2 separate regions of the Sus scrofa genome follow, and region 2 is linked to region 1. Evidence: chromatin contacts called from public Hi-C data. All regions are on one chromosome and are shown on one strand. Each heading gives the region's core, a stretch centred on a gene start, on an enhancer-like site or on the middle of the called end of the contact. The rest is flanking DNA. Distances are from core to core; before and after follow the strand shown.

Region 1 (7,911 bases), core at 2,883-5,382:
AAAGGGAAAGAAATGGGCTGAGCAGGCATCGGAAAAACCCACAGGGAGGGGAAGGAGAGAGGGAAGGAGGAAGGCAAAAAGGAAAACTACAGCCTGACCCCAGTCTCTGGAAGACGTGGAGAAAGCATTGGCTGGTCCCTCTCAAACAATGATGAGCCTCGAAATGGTTCCCCCTTGAGTCCCATTTCTGCTCCCGGGGCTACTGGAATTTTCGAGAACAAGGTGACACCTTGGACCCAGCGCAGGAGGGTTAGGAGGGGTGCTTAAGAGAAGAGATGCCACTTAAGAGGCTGTTCTGAGAGGGTATCAAGGGCCGAGTTCCCAGGGAGCAGCCCTGCTGTGCAGTGCAAACAAGACCGGGAGAATGAACAAAGGCAGAACGTGCGGCGATGTGCTCCGTGGCCACGGGCACTCAGCTCCTTGCAATAAAGCCACAGGCTGTACCACCTCCCCAACTCTCCAGACTTTCAAAGCCTCTTTCTTTGTTTCTGTCCTTAATATCTGTATGAACGCAAGCCAGATTTTATTCGAATTCAACAGGCAATTCTGACTCACTCCATGCTAGATGGTTTATTAGTGGTAGAGATGGAAAGAGATGGCTACACTGTAACCAGCATGACTGTTTTCCTTCCAGTGTAAATTTTCTTAGTGTAAAGAGGTTTTTTTTAAATTAAGCTCCTACAATGTGACAACAAATATCCACCTTTGTTACATGCATGTGAACATACAAACTTTTTTTTTTTTTTGGCTGCCCCATAGCATATGGAGTTCCCAGGCAGATCCAAGCCATAGCTGTGACTTAAGCTGAAGCTACAGCAATGCTGGGTCCCTTAACCCCCTGAGCTGGGCTGGAGATCCAACCTGCATCCCAGCGCTCCCAAGACACCACTGATTCCGTTGTGCCACAGCGGGAATTCCACAAACATCTTTATTTTTAACTTTACAAGGTAAACTCAGTTAACATATCTAACTTGATGAATCAGTTCCTAAGACACCAATATGGAAAGAGCTTCTTCTGCCCACTGGTGAAGCATAGGTGGTTAAATTTTATATCTTCCATTCATTCACTGAGATGATAAGTGTTCAGTCAGGGCTTACTATGTGCTGGGTACAGGACCAGGTGTTGAAGATAAGATGTCAAGCAAAACAGACATGCACTCTGTCCAAGAACTTAGAGTCTAATGGGGGAGCAAGAGAATGGTGAAATATTCACAGCTAGAAATGGTGACGAATGCTGGAAGGGTGTGCCAAGAGTGTGTACCATGGAGACTGATCTACAGCAGCTTTGATCTGAAATCTGGAAGGGGTGGCGGGGGTGGGGGGTGGTGCAGACAGCATTCCGGACAGCAGAAACAACCTGTATAAAGGCCAGGAGCCAGGAGGTCCAGGGGTCTTCAAGGACACAGAGGAGGCAACGTGGCTGCAGTGCAGAGCAAGAGACCGAGCAAGCTTGCCGACTGAACCAGAGGTCCGTGTACAGGGCACAGACACCATTTAAGTTATTGGAAAGTCAGCACAGGTTTCTAAGAGGTATGACAGGGTCTGGTTTGTTTTTAAAAGGTCACTCTGGCCACCTTTAGGTGAACAGGTTGGTGGAAGGCAAGAGTAGGTGTGAAAACACCAGCTGGGAGGTGAGTGCAGGAAACCAGACCAGGGGTAGGGTAACTGGGTCTGGGGTGGAGACGTGAAAATTCCATTTAACAAGTTCCACATATTAACCCCACCTGTGGCTTCTTTACAGTAATGGAAGGTGTCCTGGAGGTTACAGAAACTAAATGAGATATTAGAAAGAGGAAGTAATTTTTACTTTTTTTTTTTTTTTTTTTTTGTCTTTTTGCCTTTTTCTAGGGCTGCTCCCTCGGCATATGGAGGTTCCCAGACTAGGGGTCTAATCGGAACTGTAGCCGAAGGCCTACGCCAGAGCCACAGCAACGCAGGATCCGAGCTGCATCTGCAACCTACACCACAACTCATGGCAACACCGGATCCTTAACCCACTGATCAAGGCCAGGGATCGAACCCACAACCTCATGGTTCCTAGTCAGATTCATTAACCACTGAGCCACGACGGGAACTCCTAAATCTTTTTTTTTTTTTTTTTTCCTGGAAGAACCTTCATCTAACTGACAGAATTTCAGAGTGGGAACGGACACGAGGGTCTCTCTCAGAGGCCTGAAGATGTTCTTCAACATCTGCAAGTGACAAGGAGGCCACCCTGCTCTTTGTAGGATGACAAAAAGTCTGCCGACAAGTCTGGATTCTACCACCTGAAGTCAAGGAGACAGGTGCCTTCCAAATGACCCCCCTCCTATCACCATATCTCTATCCCACCACATGTGCTAGGCTTTCCACGTCGGTCTGTTCCAGGTTGTGAGCTTCTACCTTGGCTGGGCCAAGCAGACTCCGTACCATGACTGGAATTCCAGATCCTGAAGTGTCATTATTGTCAAACTAAAATCATGTTAGCTGCCTTGGTGGCTTTAACACACTGTGGACTCACTGAGGTTTGTAATACATTAAGCTGTGTTTCCCAGCCCCTGCCTTCTCTGGGGCTTTTCTACTTGTCCCCATTCGATGGGTCCCTATCAAGATCTTTCTGAATCCCCGTCATCGTAGTCATTTAATGAGATGTGAAACCACTGTTAGTAAAATCTAGCTTACCTCTCATCACCATGTCAATTTGGTTTTCCAAAGAGGAGGTGGATGTGGGGTGAGGGGGTGTGGGGTTTCTCCCTTAATTTCCCCTTTATTTTTCCAAACGAGTTATGGGGAGGAGAAGGCCACCCAAACTATTTCTTTGTTTTCCACCTTCCATGGATAAAATATTTACCATTCCCCACTCTGAAGAAGAATTTAGATCTTTCTTCCAAGTCTCCAGGAAACTCTCCCAGACCCAGCACATCCCGATGCGAAAGCTAAGTTAGTGATCTTCTGATCCACCTCCAGATACTTGGTCTCCTTCTCCTAACTGCTCAAGCTCCAAGGGAACAATGAAACATTTAAGCTCTGTCCCTGCCCAAGCCCAGGAAACAGACACGTTTCTCTAAACAGGTATTAATGCCATTCTGAACATCTGGTTCTCTCCCTAGCTTTTCCAACCTCAGCAAAACTAGAAAAAGCCCCAGGGTGCTCTAAGGCGATACATCATACACTTATTTATGTGATCAACAAACATCCACGGAGGATCAGTCTAGGTTATCAGAGAGCAGGGGCAGAGCATTCCTGGAAGGTGAAGTCTGAGGAAGATTTTAAATTCAGATGAGATTAAAGAAAAGTCAAGAGTCTGGCTTCATGTACAAACGCAGTATTTTACAACTTTAAAATTCAAGTGAGATCAAAGAAAAATCTAGATTGTGGCCTCAGGTGTCTAAGGAGAAGGGCAGAACCACAGGCCATTCTAATCAAAGGCCTCTATAGGTGGAGTCCCACAGGTGGGATCTGCCGCTTAGTTTCCTAGATACGAGTTTGTGAAATAGCCTCGAGGGCCAATATTTAGAACACAACCATTTAGATAAAGTTAAATGAGGAAAGAAGAGGAGAAATGAGAAGGTACGTGAGTGGGGAGAAAGGGAGAGTCCAGTAAGAAAAACTGAAATACAGCCCTTGCGCACTTTTCTGCCCGAGAGGTTTGACGGGCTTGTTTCAACCTGGCATCCGGGTCCAGAACAAAGCGGCCGGGGCCGCAGAATGGGAAGAGGGAAGAGGCGTCTTAGGCACGCGTGGGGTGGCGGGGGCCGCGGGGATGCAGGAGGCCAAGGCCACCAGCTCCCGAGGATGGCGGGGGCAGGGGTCCGGGCGCCGCAGCTGTCCCTTGCCCGGCCCCACGCGGACCCGGTTCGGGTGCCAGGGTCCAGGATAGTCCCAGGGCACCCCTCGGGATTCTCGGGGGGCTCGGCCCCGACTGCCCCGCAGCAGCTGCGGGCGCCTAGCAAGCTCCAGGCCCACGGTTCCCGCTCCGGGTGAGGGCGCGGCGCGGTGTCACCTTACCTGCGCGCAGAGGGTCGTCCGGAGAAGCCATGGGGGCGGGGTGGGGCGCTGGAGCAGGACAGCGGAGGAGAGCCGGGTTGCAGGGGCGGGGAGGTGGACCGCTCCGACACGCGGGGCGCAAACCTCGGCTGCCCCGCGCGCCCCTCCTCCTCCTTCTCTTCCCCGGCTTTCGACCGCTCTTCCCTGCGCTCACTTCCTGCTTGGTAATTAGCAAAGCCTCTGCCCCGCGCGTCTAGGTACCCCCTCCAGAGGCGCGGGCGGGAGCCCGGGTGTCGCGGGCCGGGGCGCTGGGAGGAGCGGCCGAGTGCCCGGGGGTTCCCAGCGCCCGCGGTAGGCGCCCGAAACAGCCCTAGGCCCAGGTTCCCCCCAGAAGGTCCCAACGCGGAGCTCCGCGCAATTGCTGCCGGGACCGGCTAGGAGACAATTATCAGCTTTGAAACCCGGCTGCAGTCGCAGGTCGTTTTCCTGGCTCCCTCGCCTCGGCTTCGATCAGGACACAACTCTCCTCCGCGCACAGGTCTGGGCTGAGATGCCTGGCGGCGATTTGATATTTAAACAATTTCCTGATCTTTAGGCAGAGTACGCCGCTGCATGATGGCACACGCTAATAATTTCTATTTTGATTTTTCTTTGGCATTGGTTATTACATGACCTCCAGGGTAAGCGCAGCACAAAGGGAGTGAAGAGAGGAAGCCTGATACGCACTCTCACTGCCTCTCTAGAAAAAGAGCTTAGGGCTCCCTCAGAAATGCGGAATTGGTCACTAAGGTTTAAATTTTAATTTTGGAAAAATCACCTGCGCACAGATTGGAATCGTTTACTAAGAATGTATTTAAGATTGCTACATTTGCACTAAACCTAGCATCAGTCATAAACCTATTATTATACAAAAATGAGAGGCAATTTAAATTCAATAGGACTCTCTTAAGGGTTTTAAGTAATCTATGTCTTCGCACCCAAGAAGAGAAAGTTAGGAATTGGTTTGGAAGAGATAGTAGTTTTTAGTCAATTTATCGCAAAGAAGCAGTCTCTGGCTAAAAACTCAGGTCTGAAAAATGCAGGAAAGTAGTAGTCTTGGTGACCAGGGGCTTGCTTTGTGCCTCTCCCCATCTGTTTAGTGGTCCTGAGGCCCATGACACTCTCCAGATTGCCCTTACTCTCTGGCATATGCCAAGGAGAGCACAGGAGGCTCAGAGAAGATGGTGGAGCTGTGTGTCAACCTTCTGGTAGAAAGGTCTCTGGGGAATTTGTCAGTGGGAGGATAAACTTCCTTTTGGTCTGCCTTCTAATACGAAGGTGAATTTTTTTTTTAAAGGGTATTTTATCTTAGCATGAATTTTTGAGGTTTGGTTTGTGGTTCTTTCCGTATGTCTCATGACGATGGAATTATTTCTGAGGTTGGTTGTCAGGAACCACAGGTCAAGCTGGCAACAATCTCAAGCATTGTTCTAAAGCTGGTTTGCTTTTCAAAACCCTGAACTATAATTCATCATTTTATCACTCTTATTATATCAAATGGAAGATGGGTGGCAGAAAGACACTTTAAGTTTAATTTTTTTGGCCATACCCACAGCAATGCAGAAGTTCCTGGACCAGGGATCAAACTCACTCCACAGCAGTGACCCAAGCCACAGCCATGACAATGCTGGATCCCCAACCCATTAGGCCACCAGGGCATGCCTAACTTTTTAAAAGAAAATTGACTATATATAAATATAGGTATAGCTATATATAGGTTATTATTCCCTTTCCTATGAATTGCAAACATAACCCCTCATTACCTTATTTTTCCTATGTGCTTTGTGAAACTATAAAGTATAAATTAAACTTTTTTTGGATTTACAAAAAACTAATTTAAAAACAGTTGTCACCCACTAGAGTTCCCAAAGGGCTCCCGTACAATCTATTTTCTGTCACATGATGTTCTTCCGCTTTTACTTCTATTGCTGCCCAAAGAAGTGTTTTTAAAACACTCCTTAAAATAGGCATTCTTTATTTTTCTTAGTAGCACCTAAATTAACTCCTGAATCTCAGAATCACAATAAATGGGGATTGGTTAAAAACAAACAAACAAATAAAAAAAAAAGACATGCCGGATTTGACTCATAGGCCTGTCACCATGAATTTGTGTTACTTTAGCAAGTAATCAAACCCTGAGTTGGTAAGAATTTGTTGGATTATGAAAGTTAAATGAAATAATGTATATATAAAATACCTAAAAGTGCCTGTCTTAGAATAGGTGCAAATAAACCAGCTACCTTCCTGCTTTCATTCTTTCCTTGGAATTTAGTCTGTTGAGAGAAGCTTCTGTTGGTGTTGTTATAAGAAATGAACCAATGTTTATTATGGTGTCTGTGCATAGCATGGGTCAATGGACTGGTAGTACCCAACGCACCAAACAAAATGCCAAGCCCTGGGAAACTAAAATGAGAAGTCCCTGACTTTTAGGAGTGTATGATCCTCCCCTTTTAGGAGAGACTTGCAGATATTCTTTCACTGCAGAACCAGGATAATGAAAGTTTAAACCAGGAAGGGAATATGCACGGAAGAAAGGCACTCAAGACATCATGAAAGTCAAAGGGCTTGGCGGTGACCGTCATCAGACCGACAGTTTGCCATGGAAGCTTTCAGGCAAATTTTGAGGTGGTCATTTATGATAACATGGTTAAAGCCTTAAGTGGAGGAAGGAGCTGTTAGTCTTGTGTCTTTTCACAGAGGATGACAATGATCAGAAATGTTATCCTCAAGTGAGGGAAACAACTCAAAACATAGTTTTTTGATTCATCATTGAAATGTGTTGGCTTTGTTCATTTTAGATCATTTGGAGTGTTACATACATTTATGCAACCTGAGATAAAAAGCCATATTATTGAAGCACATACTTCCTTATTTCAAAAGGTATGTACATTGTGTACCAATGAACTGAGCACACCGTGGTTAGAACTGTGATGAGAGCACATGGATTTAGGATTATAGGAGTCTCCTATGTTCCAGAATGGTACAGTCCCTCGGTTGAACTGGCTTGATATACCCTCAGGGAATTGTGTGTGGTGGAAGAGGCCCAAATGAGAGATAATACATGCATTGGTCTCCTCCTTTTTGGAACACGTATTTGGCTAGAGTATGTTAAGTCACTGGCGATGGATCTTTGTTGTTTTGCCGTACAACCTGTCATAGTAATGCCCCAGTTTTCTCCTGGAGAACCATCCTTCCACTCTCAATCCATGTGATCAGGTGGTGGCACCATGACCCCTGTCTCCTCATGCTAGGGGTTGGCATGTAACCCAGTCATAGCCTTTCCAAACATTGCTGGATGAGACAACAAGCCTTGCAGCTGCATAGGACCTTGGCTGGGACAGCTGGAAGGTAGGTGTTTCAATAACTAGCCCAAGACCACACAGCCTGCTGCGTGGTCGAAGAAACGAGGAGGCGTGAAATGTTTGGGAGGGTCCACAACATGGAGAGCCTTGAATGCCAAACAAAAGCATTTGAAACTATTTTTCAGCGGCAGGAAGCCAGAAAGCTAGTTTTTGAAAAGTGGCATATGAAAATTGGTGTTTTTGAAGGATTAGTCTGGCAGCTGTGTGGAGGAGAGAATGGAGCAAGGAGAGAATGCAAGCCAAGAGACCATTTAATCTTTACAATACACTATAATTTATTACAGGATTGAATTTACATCCTTGCCAAATGGGAGGGTAACTCATATCTGAAATTTTAAAATGTCCTTTTGTGACCTTTGAAAGCATTCATTGTCTTACATGAATTGATTGTCTTGCAGATTTACATATGTGCATAAAAATGCATTCTAAAATGTTAAAGGAGAGGCTGAAAACTTAAGTAAAATATGTGATGGAGCATGATAATGTGAGAAAAAAGAATGTATACATGTATGTGTGACTGGGTCACTTTGCTATACAGTAGAAA
Region 2 (7,911 bases), core at 2,857-5,356, 200 kb after region 1:
AAAGGATGAGGGTGTGTGGAATGTCATCCGAGAACGTGGGTCAAGAGAACAGGCCATGTCTAGTTTTGTGGGTCCTGAAGCTTTTTCTTCAATATTAGAAACGCTCTTTAGGAAAAGAAAAAGAAAAATGCAGGAGCTCCCTATTGGCACAGCGGCTTAAGGATCTGGCGTTGTCACTGCAGTGGCTTGGGGCTTGGGTCACTGCTGCAGTGGGGGTTTGACCCCTGGCCCGGGGAACTTCCACATACTTGTGGCACAGCCAGAAAGAAAAAAAAGAAAAACAAAACTACAAATACAAAATGCGTTCTAGGAGTTCCCGCTGTGGCTTCAGCAGGTTAAGACCTCAGCATAGTGTCCTCGAGGATGTGGGTTGGATCCCTAGCCTTGCTCTGTGGATTAAGGATTTGGTATTGCTGCAAGCTGCAGAGTAGGTTGCAGATGTGGCTCAGATCCAGTGTGGCTGTGGCTGTGGTATAGGCTGGCAGCTGCAGTTCTGATTGGACCCCTAGCTCAGGCCACAAGTGTGGCCATAAAAAAAAAAAAGAAAAAACAAAACAAATTTGGGTGCTAAAGTGAACCATTTATTTAGAATAACACACCACACATTTAAATACCAGTACAAACACCACAAAATCCAGAAGAATAAAGCAATATTTTTACCTATTCATTGTCTGAAGTATCTCAAAATTCCCTCTTCCCTACATTTTTTTTTTTTTTTTTTTTGGTCTTCATACCCCTCTTCACATAAGAGTGATTCTGCAATATAATTTTCTGTGGACAGAATAGAATGAGAATTCTTTTTTCTAGCACAATTGATCAAATGATGCTTTTATTATTGAAGTTCAGAAGAGTTTCAGCCTCCCAACTCGTTATTGTTAGTCATGGATTTTTAGGATTGTTGTCAGCTTGGGGAAAACCTCAATGAGCCTTTTTTTTTTTCCACTTGTGATCCACAGCTTCCAGGGCATCTCAAGTTTCCTTGTGCCATGTTTCTTTCATCTTAAGGAGTCTTTGCATTGGTGACACTCTTTACCCAGTCTGTTGTGATGTCCAGGTTGTGGTACGTGAAGAGTTTTGAGGTGTCTCCATGTTTCAGGCCTCTCTTCTGAAAGGGAAAACAAAGGCCTCCCTAAGGAAAAATGCCGGCCAGCCTGCAGAGCCAGAGCCAGGACTCACCACACCCAGAGCCTCATTTGCAGTTTTCCTCTGTGAGGCAGCGCATAGAGATTGCTTTGTGTTTAGAAAGGAAAGAATGGGTTTGCTGCCCACGGTGCCAGGGAGCGGCCTCCTGCATCCTCTGGTCCTCTGCCTGGAGACCAGGGTACAGGGAGGAGGAGGAGGCAGGGAAGGCAGACCAAGTGGGAGGGCCAGGCTCTGGAGGTCCCTGTGTTATGGGCTGGTGGGATCTCACAGAGACCTGGGAATGGACCCACCCTTATAGGGTAGATCGAGACTTTCAACTTGGTCCAAGGGCATCTAGAAGCAGATCCTTTACAAAGTGCTTGCTAATTGTGCTCTTGAAATATGAAGGCAGACCTCCCATGGTAATCCCAACCGTAAGAGTTCCCTGGTGGCTCAGTGGGTTAAGGGCCTGGTGTTGCCTCTGCTGTGGCTCGGGTCATGGTCCTGGTGCAAGTATTTGATCCCTGGCCTGGGAATTTTCGCATGCTGTGAGTGCAGCCAAATATAATAATAGTAATTCCAACAGTAATTACATTTGAAATCTGTCTTGGACTGAGAATAAAGAAATTAACTGTACAAGTTTGTGAGAGCTGTCATAATAAGGTACCCCAGACTGGAGGCTTAAATGACAGAAATTTATTGCTTGGTTCTGGAGGCTGGGAGGTCTAACATCAGGGTGGTGGTGTGGTCGGGTTCTGGTCTCTCCTCCTAGTTTGTACATGGCTGTCTTCTTTGGGTCTTTAAGTGGTGGGGAGCCAGTGAGCTCTCTGCTGTCTCTTCTTATAAGGGTGCCAATCCCATCAGGGGGCCCCACCCTCACAAGATCATCTAAATCGAAATATCAGAGTGCCCGTTGTAGCTCAGTGGTAATGAACCTGACTAGTATCCATGAGGATGCAGGTTCAATTCCTGGCCTCGCTCATCAGGTTAAGGATCTGGTGTTGCTGTGAACTGAGGCATAGGTCACAGACATGGCTCTGATACCACGTTGCTGTGGCTGTGGCATAGGCCTGCAGCTGCAGCTCCAATTCAACCCCTAACCTCGGAACTTCCACACACCAAGGGTGCAGCTCTAAAAGGGAAAATAAACAAACAAATAAATAAATAAAAATATGGAGTTCCCATCGTGGCTCAGTGGTTAACAAATCCTACTAGGAACCATGAGGTTGTGGGTTCCATCACTGGCCTCCCTCAGTGGCTTAAGGATCCAGCGTTGCTGTGGCTCTGGTGTAGGCCATTGGCTACAGCTCTGATTAGGCCCCTAACCTGGGAACCTCCACATCCTGCAGCCCTAAAAAGACAATGAATAAATAAATAAACAAACAAACTGGATTATCTCCCAAAGGCCCCACCACCAAGTACTAGCACACACACTGAGGGGTAGGACCTCCACTTTGAATTTGGGGGGACACTATTCAGTTCATTGTAGCACCAATAAAAGGAAGGAAGGGGAAAGCCCAGGAAAGGGGCTCAGGTGAGCTGGGGAGAAGGAAAGTCATAGGTGCTGAGATGCAGCTTGAGGGAGCCTGTGGGTAGGTGAACATCTATTCCCCTTTGCCCACAACAAGAGCACAAAGCCACACCGTGGCCACAGCAGCCTTGGCCTGACCAACAAGTGCTGACTCAGCAAGTCTGGGCCTCAGGAGCACTGCCAGCCTTCTGCTTTGCAAGCTCGACAATCAAGCTGTGATGCCCATGGCAGGGCAGTCAGAGCCCCCCAACCCGCTCAGGGCATGCAGCCTGAACCCTCTCCCAGCAGCGAGCTGGAGACATGGGGCCCCAGAGCAGGAGGCAGGTCACTGCATGCCCGGTGCTCAGCTGCTGGGGCAAGGGATGGGTCGGTCTGGGCTCCATCTGGGGTGGATAAGGGCTGTGCCTCATTGATTTAGTTTTTTGGGGTTTTTTTGTTTGTTTTTGCCTTTTTAGGGCTGCACCTGTGGCATATGGAAGTTCCCAGGCTAAGGGTCAAATCAGAGCTGCAGCTGCCAGCCTACACTACATTCATAGCAATGCCAGATCCGAGCCACATCTGAGACTTACACCGCAGCTCACAGCAACAGCAGATCCTTAACCCACTAAGATCAGGGGTCAAACCTGAGTCCTCATGGATGCTATTCGGGTTTGTTTCTACTGAGCCACAATGGGAACTCCTGTGTCTCACTGATTTAGATATAGCCTTGCGGATAGGGATGGCTCTTCCTGTCCACACTAAGTGATCACCCTCCTAGGGCTAGTGTGAACCCAAAATAAAATAATGCACAGGAGCTCTTAGCCCTGGATCTGGAAGAGCCCAGCCATTGGGAGTGGCAATAGGCGCCCATGCTGACGATTCCCCAATGGGTATAGTGGCCTGGGAGCTGTCTTCATATCAGTGGTGAAGGGGTTGTGCTAGCCTGTCCATCTCCTCTTATCTGGTTCCCTGTTACAACAAACGTGACTCAGCTGCAGGTGGCCCTGACATGAGCAGACACTTGGGAGCTGTGTCATTCCCCAGCTCCGGGACTGAGGGTCACGAGGTTAAAACGGAAGGAGAAGTGAATGTATCGACTTAGGGAGGCTCAAGAGACCAGCAGAAACTAGGAGTGTGAACAGCAGGAGAAAAGCTTGGCCAACAGCTAAATGGAGAGCACAGCTATTACAGGGTGTGTTGGCCATGAGCACAGACAGCAGGCAGGTTAAGGATCATCCCCAGGAGGTCAGAACATGAGGCGGTGGGGGTGGGGAGGGCCAAGGATGGAAATAGACTGAAGGAAAACCAGACAAGCAAACCAACAACCACAATCATTTTAAAGATGTTTGAATAAAACACTTTCATGCCTAGTATTTCATTCATTCCTAAGCCCATCCCCCATTAACAGATAACATTGTTCTAATGAGTGATGCAAGGTTCAGAGAGGCTAGGGGCCTTCCCTAAAGGTGCACAGCACACCTAGGGCAGAGCCAGCCGGGGAAGTCCCATATTTAGCCCTGAGCCACACGCATTGCTGCCCAGAGATCACGGGGATGACCCACCCCCACTGGCTCAGGGTGAGACCACGACAGCCCATTCCATGGGCTCTGTGGCCCCAGCGGTGGCCTTTGGAGCTGGTGGCTTTATGACCCATCACGTCCGCCTGTCCTTTGATGTGCAGCCAGGCACTGCCCTCTGGTCAGCTCAGTGAGGGTGGCAAGCCCAGGGCACCAGCTCTGTTCCACTTCGATAAAGCTGCTTCAGTGACCGCCCTGCAGAGGGGTTTAACCACAGTGCTGTTCTGGATTCGGTCTGGGTCGGGATCCCACGTGATGCTGCAATAGAGGCTGTGAGGATATCTCGATGCTGCCACCTGTGAACATGACCGAACTCAACTCAGGGAGTGAGGGACAGACCACGGATGTCCCCAGAGATGCTGATGCAACATGACAGAGACCTGGGTCTCGAGGAGCCCCAGACATGGGGACATCTGACAGGGGGAGCCCAGGCAGAGGGAGGCGCAACCTCTGGTAGAGAATCTGAGCTGTGTCACTGGCGGGGAGGCTTGGGGACAGTGGTGGCTCTGGTGGGAGACTGTCTGGGGCCCCCAGGGGTGAGAGAGGTCCTGGGCCTCTGGAACACACCCCAAACCATGGGGGCCGCAGGGAGAGAGAGCCAGCAGCCATGGACCAGGTACCACTGAGTGAAGATCTTACTCTTTAGAGACTATTTGTCAGGATCCTCTGAGCTGCAAATGTTGGAACCATCTCCATTACCTTAAGCACAACAAGGTGAGCGGAGGAGTCGTCCAAGCCCTGGGCTGGCAGAGGTGGGGCCGGCACAGAGGGACGGGGCGGGGCGGGGGGTGGGGGGAAGGTGAGACTCCAGACAGGCATCTTCTCCATCTCCTCAGGGTCAGCCTCTCAGGCAGGGCCGTGGCTGCTGCAGCTCAGCAGACACACCTTCAAGGAGCAGGCCAGGAGGGCGTGTCCATCCCACCCCAGGCATGGCTGAGAGCTGGGGTCGGTGCTGACTGGCCCCCACTTCTGGGCAGAGATGCCTTCATCAGCGGCTGGTGCACCCTTGCATCCTCCAGGTGACACAGGGCCTGGCTCTAAAAACCAAAACCAGGAGTTCCTGTCATGGCACAGCGGAAGCAAATACGACTAGGAACCATGAGGTTGCGGGTTTGATCCCTGGCCATGCTCAATGGGGTTAAGGATCTGGCGTTGCCTTGAGCTGTGGTGTAGGTCGCAGACGCAGCTCAGATCCCGCATTGCTGTGGCTGTGGTGTAGGCCAGCAGCAACAGCTCCAATTCGACCCCTAGCCTGGGAACCTCTATATGCCGAGGGAGCAGCCCTAAAAAGACAAAAAGATAAATAAGTAAAAATAAAAACCAAAACCAAGATGGCTCTAGTTCCATATTTGGGAAATGAGGGGCTCAGCAAGGTGTATTCATTTGCATAGGCTGTGGTAACCAAGTCCTACAGAGTTGGTGGCTTAAACAATAGAAAGTCATTGTCCCACAGTTCTGGAGGCTGAAAGTCCCAGATCAAAGTGACAGGGTTGGTTTCTTCTGGGGTCTCTCTCCTTGGCTCTCTGATGGCCATCTTCTCCCTGTGTCCTCACATCGTCTTCCCTCTGCGTGTGTCTGTGTCCTAATCTCTTCCTATAAGGACCCCAGTCAGACTGGATAATTTAATGGCCTTTTATCCTAATTACCTGTTTAAAGAACATACCTCCAAATACCGTCGCATTCTGAGGGACTGAGGGTTAGGGCCTCAACATCTGAGTCAGGGAACAGAACACAGGCTGCGACCCAGGATTAACAGTTCATCTGAGATGAGTTGCGGTTAGGAGGTAAGCATCACAGGCCAGGGAGCTTCCTGGTGGTCTAGCAGTTAGGATCTTGGTCTGGGAACTGAGATCCCATATCAGGCCACTGCATACCATGGACAAAACAAAACAAACAAAAAAGAGTCACAGGATAACAATTTCTAGGGGTCCCTGGGTTTCTTCTTTGTGCCAACACTGTTCTGAGAGCTTTTTCCGATGTAACACATTTTATCCTTGTAATAACCATGAATTGAGATTTCCCAATAAACAGCTTCCCTCCATTTAAAGACAAAACAAAAAGCTGAGCAAAAACAAAAATGTCCCAAACATTGAGCTTGGTCTTGGACCAGAACAGGAAAGACTCAGGCAGCGACCTGAGGACAGTCCGAACTCAGCATGTGTGTCTGCCATCTTAAACACACATTTGAAGTCATGTTCTGTCTTGTCCAATTTTTTGTTAGAAGAGCCATTAGTTAATCAAATTCATCAACAGGGAGTTCCCGTCGTGGCGCAGCGGTTAACGAATCCGACTAGGAACCATGAGGTTGCGGGTTCGATCCCTGCCCCTGCTCAGTGGGTTAACGATCCGGCGTTGCCGTGAGCTGTGGTGTAGGTTGCAGACGCGGCTCGGATCCTGCACTGCTGTGGCTCTGGCGTAGGCCAGCGGCTACAGCTCCGATTAGACCCCTAGCCTGGGAACCTCCATATGCCACGGAAGTGGCCCAAAAAAATAGCAAAAAGACGAAAAAAAAAAATTCATCAACAGATGATGACTGCAGATTCACTCAATACTGGGTCCAGGGCAGGGTGGGTTGAAAACCTTGCAGGTGTCAGACATGCTCATATGTGGACAAAGCAGCTTGGGAATGTTGCCAAAGAAAGCCTTTTAAGCTGTGGGGAACCCTGGCAGGTGCGGAGGGAGGACTGAAGGAGGATGGAAACTTTATATATTTTGATATTTTTTATCCATATATCTGTATGGCCTTCTCACCAAAATGAAGTTTAAAAAAAAAGGAGTGAAGGAGTTCCCTGGTGGCTCAGTAGGTTAAGGATCCAGTGTTGTCACTGCTGTGGCATGGGTTCCATCCCTGTCCCCAGAACTTCCGCATACCATGGGCATGGCTGAAAATAATTTTTTTTTCTTTTTGTTTGTTTTTCCTTTGTAGGGCCACACCTGAAGCATATGGAAGTCCCTAGGCTAGGGGTCAAATTGGAGCTGCAGCTGCAGGCCTATAACACAGCCACAGCCGCATCACAGCTCAGGGCAACACAGGATCCTTAACCCACTGAGCGAGGCCAGTGATCAAACCTGCATCCCCACATCTTCTCAGATACTATGTCAGGTTCTTAACCCACTGAGCCACAATGGGAACTCTGATTTTTTCTTAATTGAAAAAAAATTGCTGTATAGCCCTGGGAACCATGTCTGGTCACTTGTGATGAAGCATGATAATGTGAGAAAAAAGAATGTACACATGTATGTGTGACTGGGTCACCTCACTGTGCAGTAGAAAATTGACAGAACACTGTAAATCAACTATAAAGGAAAAAATAAAAATCATTCTAAAGACACACACAAAAATAAAAAATTTTTAAAAAATTAAAAAGTTAAACCTTAGCCCAGCCCTCAACAGACCTATAATTAGCCATGTTCATGAAAGGCTTTAACTTTAACAGCACAGGAAGTCTGAAATTATTCCACAGTCTCACCCAACAGCCTCTAAGAACAGGTACCCTTATCCTTGCTTTGCAAGTAAAGAACTAAGGCCAGGGGAGGGTGTGGACACAACATCTCAATGAGGGGGGTGCTGAACCTAAACCAGGGCCTTGTTCTCTGATTCCTAATTTGGGCCCCTCTTCACTCCACACACAAAGGTTGGTCCTTAGAGAATGAGAATGGTGGATCTTGCTATTATGATTCCACAAATGTTCGTTCTCTGTC

The links. Hi-C and Micro-C count contacts between places; a contact is called where the count stands out from the background.
Region 2: a contact with region 1 is called in a Hi-C map of retroperitoneal adipose tissue, with 2.1 times the contacts expected there. The contact joins the enhancer-like site here to the promoter of EDARADD in region 1. A contact is called at or near these places in 3 of 5 promoter capture datasets (fetal liver, fetal skeletal muscle and liver), 30 of 47 Hi-C or Micro-C datasets (adipose tissue, alveolar macrophages, blood and 14 more) and 2 of 2 datasets of contacts at active chromatin or transcription factors (alveolar macrophages and skeletal muscle).

Annotation. Positions count from the first base shown.
Region 1 is chr14:54,986,674-54,994,584 of Sscrofa11.1, forward strand. It overlaps EDARADD (EDAR associated death domain), which reads right to left and starts at 4,133. Exons shown (of 6, transcript NM_001243663.1): 1 at 3,988-4,133. The coding sequence starts at 4,018. It overlaps LOC110256688 (a long non-coding RNA gene), which reads left to right and starts at 2,092. Exons shown (of 3, transcript XR_002338567.1): 1 at 2,092-3,549; 2 at 6,804-6,885.
Region 2 is chr14:55,191,020-55,198,930 of Sscrofa11.1, forward strand. No RefSeq gene overlaps it. Among named protein-coding and RNA genes, the nearest start is that of GPR137B, 13 kb to the left of the region's middle. Within about 2 kb of position 4,107, at least 7 of the 83 cell types and tissues checked have an H3K27ac peak or open chromatin away from gene starts, as enhancers often do. A contact at or near this core is called in alveolar macrophages and retroperitoneal adipose tissue, where this site is marked.